Linked DNA regions of Mus musculus: region 1 is linked to region 2. Evidence: chromatin contacts called from public Micro-C data. All regions are on one chromosome and are shown on one strand. The core of a region is the stretch at or near the end of the contact, and the rest is flanking DNA. Distances in the headings are between cores, read along the strand shown.

What was found. Hi-C and Micro-C count contacts between places; a contact is called where the count stands out from the background.
Region 1: a contact with region 2 is called in a Micro-C map of the G1E-ER4 cell line. The contact joins two enhancer-like sites. A contact is called at or near these places in 1 of 484 Hi-C or Micro-C datasets (the G1E-ER4 cell line), 1 of 115 datasets of contacts at active chromatin or transcription factors (embryonic stem cells) and 1 of 9 other capture datasets (embryonic stem cells).

Annotation. Positions count from the first base shown.
Region 1 is chr1:182,368,266-182,371,473 of GRCm38.p6, forward strand. No RefSeq gene overlaps it. Among named protein-coding and RNA genes, the nearest start is that of Fbxo28, 28 kb to the left of the region's middle. Within about 2 kb of position 1,621, at least 88 of the 459 cell types and tissues checked have an H3K27ac peak or open chromatin away from gene starts, as enhancers often do. A contact at or near this core is called in the G1E-ER4 cell line, where this site is marked.
Region 2 is chr1:181,858,812-181,862,484 of GRCm38.p6, forward strand. No RefSeq gene overlaps it. Among named protein-coding and RNA genes, the nearest start is that of Gm33669, 18 kb to the right of the region's middle. Within about 2 kb of position 2,085, at least 164 of the 459 cell types and tissues checked have an H3K27ac peak or open chromatin away from gene starts, as enhancers often do. A contact at or near this core is called in the G1E-ER4 cell line, where this site is marked.

The sequences.
Region 1 (3,208 bases), core at 371-2,870, 510 kb after region 2:
ACTGGCCTGATCCAGGAGTCTAAAAGTGAAGGTAATAATTGAGCAGAAGGCGAGCCGTGTACGTGCACAGCAAAGGTCCAGGCATGCGCTGCTGCTGGAGCTTGAGACTGAGCCAGGTATTGTAGAGAAGCCACAGGCAAAAAGTTCTGATCCAAGCAGCCAGGTCCAGACATCTAGCAGCACATGGCTATGAGTCTGGAAATCATTTGACTCTGTGGTTATCTGTTCAGAGAAGAGGTCAGATTCTAGGTGGGGTCTGCTGACTTAGTCAGAAAATAGGTCTGAAAGAATGCTGCACTTCCTCTCAATTAAGCAGGAAAATGCAGTGTGGTGACCTCATAATTCACGATTCTCCTGCCCCAAACACCAGTTCATCCATCCCCTTACACTCCTGCGGGGAAGGCAGTTCAGTGGAGGCATAGGAAGAGGGCAGTTACGATAGTAGATTCTCACGCTTCAGTTTCAGGTCTTGATGTGTAAAAGTTGAAACAACCTGTCCTGTTGGACCATCAGAAAGAAGCCAGGCTCTCTAATGACCAGGTCCAGCCCCACCGGCTCCCTTTCATCTGCTTGCAAGTAAAAGCAGACGACCAGTGTCTTCTGGCTGGACACTGGTCAGGAGGGTATCGTTTTCCTTTGCATGACTAAATGCCCATTTCTTCACAGGCAGGACGGATGTCCGCAGATGAAATGCTCTGTGAGCTGTGGCCTGGCCACTGAATCATCTGGCTTGAAACGACAGGCTGCTATTAGAGTAAACCACACAGCGCTGAAAGGTGGCCAGAGAGGAAGTGCTGCTCACCTTCTTCATAAAGCTTCTCATTTTCTTCCCTCAGACTCGGTGTATTTTTAGGCAGCATAATTATTCCTCTTGACCCAGTCAAAATAGCTCCTTTTCTTACAATTGTTTCTTGGCAGGGCTTGAGTATAATAACCGTATCCCCGGAGTCTTCCCGGATGTCTCTGAAATGAGAAAGGAGGAAATAGGTAAGGGACCCGTCTAAAAGCATGGTTGGGAAAATTTTTAAAAGGGTATTTAACTTCACTCTTCTGAGTCACAGCCTCTCTTAGAGTCTGAACTAGCTCAGAAATTGACTTTTAAAATCTCTGTCTTTGTCTGTCTGTCTCTCTGTTTGTCTGTCTGCCTCTCTCTCACGCGGTCTCCGTTATTGGAGATTGGACACAGGGCTTTCTGCATCTTAGACAAATGCTCTTCTACTGAGCTGTACCTCTAACCCCTGAACTGCTTTTCTTGGAGATGCCTGTAGAAGAAGTCCTACCAAGCCAGTGCCATAGGCAAGCACTTAGAAATCGGGTTTCTGGTATGCTCGTCCTACTTCCTTCTAGGAAGAATTGAGAAACAGCAGTGACCCCGAGAGCCCTTGTGGTTTTATGTATTCCGCAGGAAAACACACCAGTCACACTTTCTGTTGGCCTCATCTTCAGATCAGAAGTACACTATTGGGAAGTAGGGGATCAATTTGTTGTTCAGGCTGGCCTCAAACCCTGGGTCAAGCAATCCTCCTGCCTCCAAAGCTGGGCTTGCAGGTATGCATCTCTGTGCCAGCTGGTCATGCAGTTCTAAAGCCAATTCTAGGAGACGTGGAAGGCTGTGTTTGGCAATTACAGAGGAAGCTGGAGGCAGAGAGCTCTCTATTAGGTCATGCTGCTTTTCAGAAAAAGCTGATATTTCCTCTCCCGGTAAAGATGTATCCAGGTTGTGGTTTTTGTGGGCAGAGAAGAGTTCCCGGAGCACCCACAGCCTTTCCTTTAATCCACATGCTCAGAATCTGACCTGTGAAGCTGGTGGCGAGCTATAGGGCCTGACACAGGCAATTGCAGGAGGTTCATACCTGAATTCAAAAGACATTAGGTAAAAACAAACAAACAAGAAAACTCCTCTAAAACTGACTGCGTCTCTTTGGTTCGTACTTCAAGATGATGTAATGGTGATGTCAGAAGGGGTCTGTACCATGTGTAGCTGTATGAATTATACCCAACATTTTCTCTAGGGAAAAGGCTAGTAGACAGTTTTGCATAAGCTGGGATGTACCTTGGTGGTAGCTAGAGCACTTGCCTAGCTCTGCATTTGATAGAGGTGAGTGTGGGAGGATAGATGGATGGATAGATGGACAGACGGATGGGTGGATGGATGGATGGATGGATGGATGGATGAATACATGAATGAAAATACAGCAGGTTCCCAAGCCACCAGGGACATTTTCAAAGCCAGCATCTCCTGTGCTGTCCCAGACTGATCTGAACTTATATTACTGTGTGCCTCGTGCAGTTCATAACAAGGGGAGCAGGAACTGAACTCATGAAGCCAGGAAGGTCTGAGCATGCCTACTCCAGTATAGACTTGCTGCTGCTCCTTGAGGACTGAAGAAAAACTATCTTCTGGCAGAGGCCAGGGAGGATTGGAAGTCCTGAAAGACTGTGGAGGAATCCTTTATCTGCTGCCTGCGTGGGGGTGGGGAGGGGTTCAGCAATTTGCTCAGGATGCAGCTTCTTTTCTCACCCAGCCCTCAGGAACCTGCTGGGGTGTGTGTGTGTGTGTGTGTGTGTGTGTGTGTGGCATGTGTGTGTGTGGCATGTCGGGGCCACCTGAACAGCGACAACACACTCACAATTAGTTGTCACCGTGAGTTCTGGCAGAAGGCACTCGGTGTCCTCTCTCCTTCCTCTTTCTTTGCTTTGATTTTTGTAACTCAGGCTGGACTTAAACATGCTGCAATGCTCCTGCCTCAGCCACCCAGGTACTGGGATTATAGGTCTGAGCCGCCACACCTGGCACACTGGTTCTGTCTCATGTCCTCATCAGTGGGCTTTTTCAGCCACTCCCATTTTGCACTGTATGCGTCAAGGTTCACTAATCTCTTTGTCTGAGTTCGAGTCTGCCCAGCACATTATATCGGCCCTAAAGAAGCCCCGCCCTGTGTTTGTTGTTAGCGTCATAACTTACTACTCAGAACATCAGACAGGCTCCGTGGGTGCTGGCCTCAGATGTGTCTAGCATGCTCTCATAAACCAAGCATGGCAGCCGTCCCCCGTCATCTTAGTGACTCTACTCAGCATCTGCTGGGCGGCTGCAAGAGAGATACCAGCCTCCTCTGTTCGTTATCCAAACCTACGTCAAACTGGAACTCACCGCTCATTTCCTCAACCTTTTTCCTAAGTTCCTCCATAGCGGGGAGTGCTTAATAAC
Region 2 (3,673 bases), core at 835-3,334:
TTATTTTTATTATGTATGAGAATGTGTATATATGTATGTGTGTTTGTGTATATGTGTATGTGTGTATATGTGTATTGTGTGCACATGTGTATGTGTGCATATGAACATATGCATGCCACAGTACACCTGTGACAGTCAGAAGACAGCTTTTAAAGTCAATTTTCTGCGTCCAGCATGTGGGTCCAGGGAATCAAATTCAAACACACATACACATGTACACATACATACATACACACACTTTTTCTTTTAAATTATTAATATGAAGACCATACAGCCTCTCTGTAGATGCTACTGGAAAATTTGGTCCCTTTCTTGAGGTTCTTAATGTCATTGCAAAGAGATTTTAAGGCTGGAGAAATGGTTCAGAGGTTAAGAGCCCCTCCTATTCTTGCTGAGGACCTAGGTTCAATTCCCAGCACCCACATAATGGCTCACAGCCATCTGCAATTCCAGCTCAGGGGATTTGATGTCTTCCTCTGACCTCTGCAGGCACCAGGCATGCAAGTGCTACACATACACACATGTGGGTAAAACACTCCCTCATATACAGTAAATCAAGTCCCCTCTGACCACACTCCACTCTATTTTCTTAAGAAATGTCTCTCACTGGACCTGTGTAGCCCACAGAGTCAGCAAGACTGGCTGACCAGGACGCTCCTGCCTCTGCCTCCCCAGCACTGAGATCACAATGCTGCATCATTCTGCTTGTCAAATCTATTTATAATAGATAATAATAATAACAACAACAACAACTGACTTTCCAAAGAACCCTTAAGTTTCCACTTCAGATGACAAATTGACATTGTCATGCATAAATATAGATTGCATCACATTTGTCTGTCTGTTTCTTGTGTGTGTATGTGTGTGTGTATCAGAGTGTATGTGTGTGCATGTGTCAGTGTATATGTGTATGTATATATGTGTATGTGCATGTGTGTGTCAGTGTGTGTGTGTGTGTGTGTGATCACACCCAAGGATCACACAGGGATCACACCCGAGGCTTATGCTCCAACACTAGGGCTGATGAACCCATTTCAAAGGTCTAACACAGAGGCTCTCAACCTGTGGGTTGTGACTCCCTGGTGGGAGGGCTCGAATGATCCTTGTACAAGGGTTACCTAAGAACCCTGGAAAACACAGATTTACGTACTTTTTGCCTGGGACCCCTGCTCCGCCCTGCACAAGCTCTTCATCCATCAACCCAGCCCACACATTGAACACCCCTTTCCTCCTGCTAGAAGAAAACTCCAGGGTAACAGGTCATTACTCCTCATCGCAGTGTTCAGACAACCCACCCAAGAGTGCCCACCCAAGGGCTCAGTTTTTGATCATATATAGGCATAATCCCAGCCCCTAACTGACAGGCCATCACTCCTTACCTAAGTTCTATAAAACCCCCTTGCTTTATACGGGATGCGTGACTCCATTGCCCTTCTGTGAAGTCAGTGAATCCTCCTGAGAGCTGCCTCCTAATAAACCTGCCTTTATCTACTTTTAATCTGGTCTAATCTAGCCTATACTGCATCACTGAGGAAGAGAGAAAGGAATTCAATTACGATTCATAGCAGTAGCAAAGTTACAGTTATGAAGTAGCAACAAAAATGGTTTTGTGGGGCTGACAAGATGGCTCAGCAGTTAACACTGACTGCTCTTCTGAAAGTCCTGAGTTCAATTACCAGCAACCACATGGTGGCTCACAACCATCTGTAAAGGAATCTGATTCCCTTTTCTGGTGTGCGTACACACACACACACACACACACACACACACACACACACACACACTTGTATGGTTGGGGGTCACTACGACATGAGGAAGAGTATTATAGGGTCACAGCATTACAAAGGTTGAGAAGCACGGCTCTAGAAGGTGTGAACCCAGCTAGCCTGCCTCTCCTTACAGCCATTCCTTGTAACGCTGGGTTGTTTGGCAGAAAGCAGGGCTGGGGTGTGGCCTTAGTATTGTTTGGACCTGAGTTTGACCTCACATCCTGAAGCAAGTGGCAGTTGCTGCCCAGCACGGGAGCAGGAAGTGGGTGGGGCTTGCTCCACATGGTGGTTCTTGAGAGAAGAAACAGAAGTCATAACCTCTGCGGTTTGGTTTGTGTTGCAATACGAGCATCAGGAAGCTGCTCTTACAGAGCCTGATGTGTAAAGTTAAGGGCAGATAGAGCCCTGACTGGTGGAGGGGAGGCCCTCCATCCTCCATAGGAACTGTCCAGGCCCTGATAGCTGGAAAAACCATTAAATTTCAGGAAATTTCCCCCAAACATAACTCGGTCCTTAAAACGGAACAGTCAGCCGGGCGTGGTGGTGCACGCCTTTAATCCCAGCACTCGGGAGGCAGAGGCAGGTGGATTTCTGAGTTTGAGGCCAGCCTGGTCTACAGAGTGAGTTCCAGGACAGCCAGGGCTATACAGAGAAACCCTGTCTCGAAAAAAAAACAAAAACAAAACAAACCAAAACAAAACAGGAACAGTCAGAGAATATTTGCAACAATGTAATTTGATCAGCCAGGCCTGATCCCAGCACTTGAGAGGCTGCCTCAAGAGGATTGCTGTGAGTTTGGGACCAACCTGCCTACAACTTGAAATCCTGTCTCAAAAACAAACCACAACAAAAAAGAAAAACCAAAACTACAAAGAACAACAAAACAAATGACACTTGGTTACCCCCCCCCCCCAGGGTCTCACATAGTCTAGGCCAACCTTGAATGACCTTGGATTTCCAATCCTCCTGCCTCCACCTCAGAGGGTTGAGATTACAGGTGTGACTGATCATACTTGGTTTATTCTCTGCTGATGATCTGAGCCCAGGTTCTGTGATTGCAAGATACAGACTCTACCAACACAGCTATGTCCCCAACTCTAGTTAGGGTGCCTTATTCTTAAAGATAAGCAGCTTTAAGATGGGTGTGGTAGCACATGCCAGTACTTGGGAGGCGGAGGCAGGAGGCCAGCCTGGTCTACAGAGAGAGAGTGCAGGGCATCCAGGGATACACAGAAAAACCCTGTCTCAAAAAAAAACAGAAGAAAAAACAAACAAACAAAAACAAAGCAGCCCCTCCCCCCAGGGGTTTACCTTGACTGAAAAACAGCACCCATCAGTAGTGTTACCCAATTTGGGGTTCACAGCTTGTGTACCAACAAAACAGGTTCAGCTAGCCTCTCTCCATAAGACAACTAAAAGAGCCAGACTCACAGTAAAATGTAGAAAAAAAGAGATGTGACCACGTTGAGAAGGACAAAGATGGACTCCCTCTCCCATGTCCATCTTGGGGTCCTGCTTAAAAAGAAGGCAAGGTTCTGCCTAAGTCATCAGTAAGGCATAGTCCTGCCCACCACCAGCTCTGCGTAAACTTCAATACTGTCATGAAAGGTGACCACTTGGGTTGGTCGCTTTCCCCTCTCCCAGCATGACATTCCCAAGGAGGAGAGCTTCCTATCTTTGAGGTCCATGGTTTCCAGAGTTTCTGTAGGACATCTTCATCACTGTTGTGTCAGTTACACTGTGGGGATGGAAGGGGAGAGACACAGACATGATGGGTGTTCTATCTGCCCCTTCTCTGGGTCTCAGGGCAGTTGGCAAGTAGGGAGCCCTGACTCTTGTCCACATTCTAACCCCTTTGTCTGCATCTATGGACCGATTGGTTTTGAAAATCCACCCAGCAATCT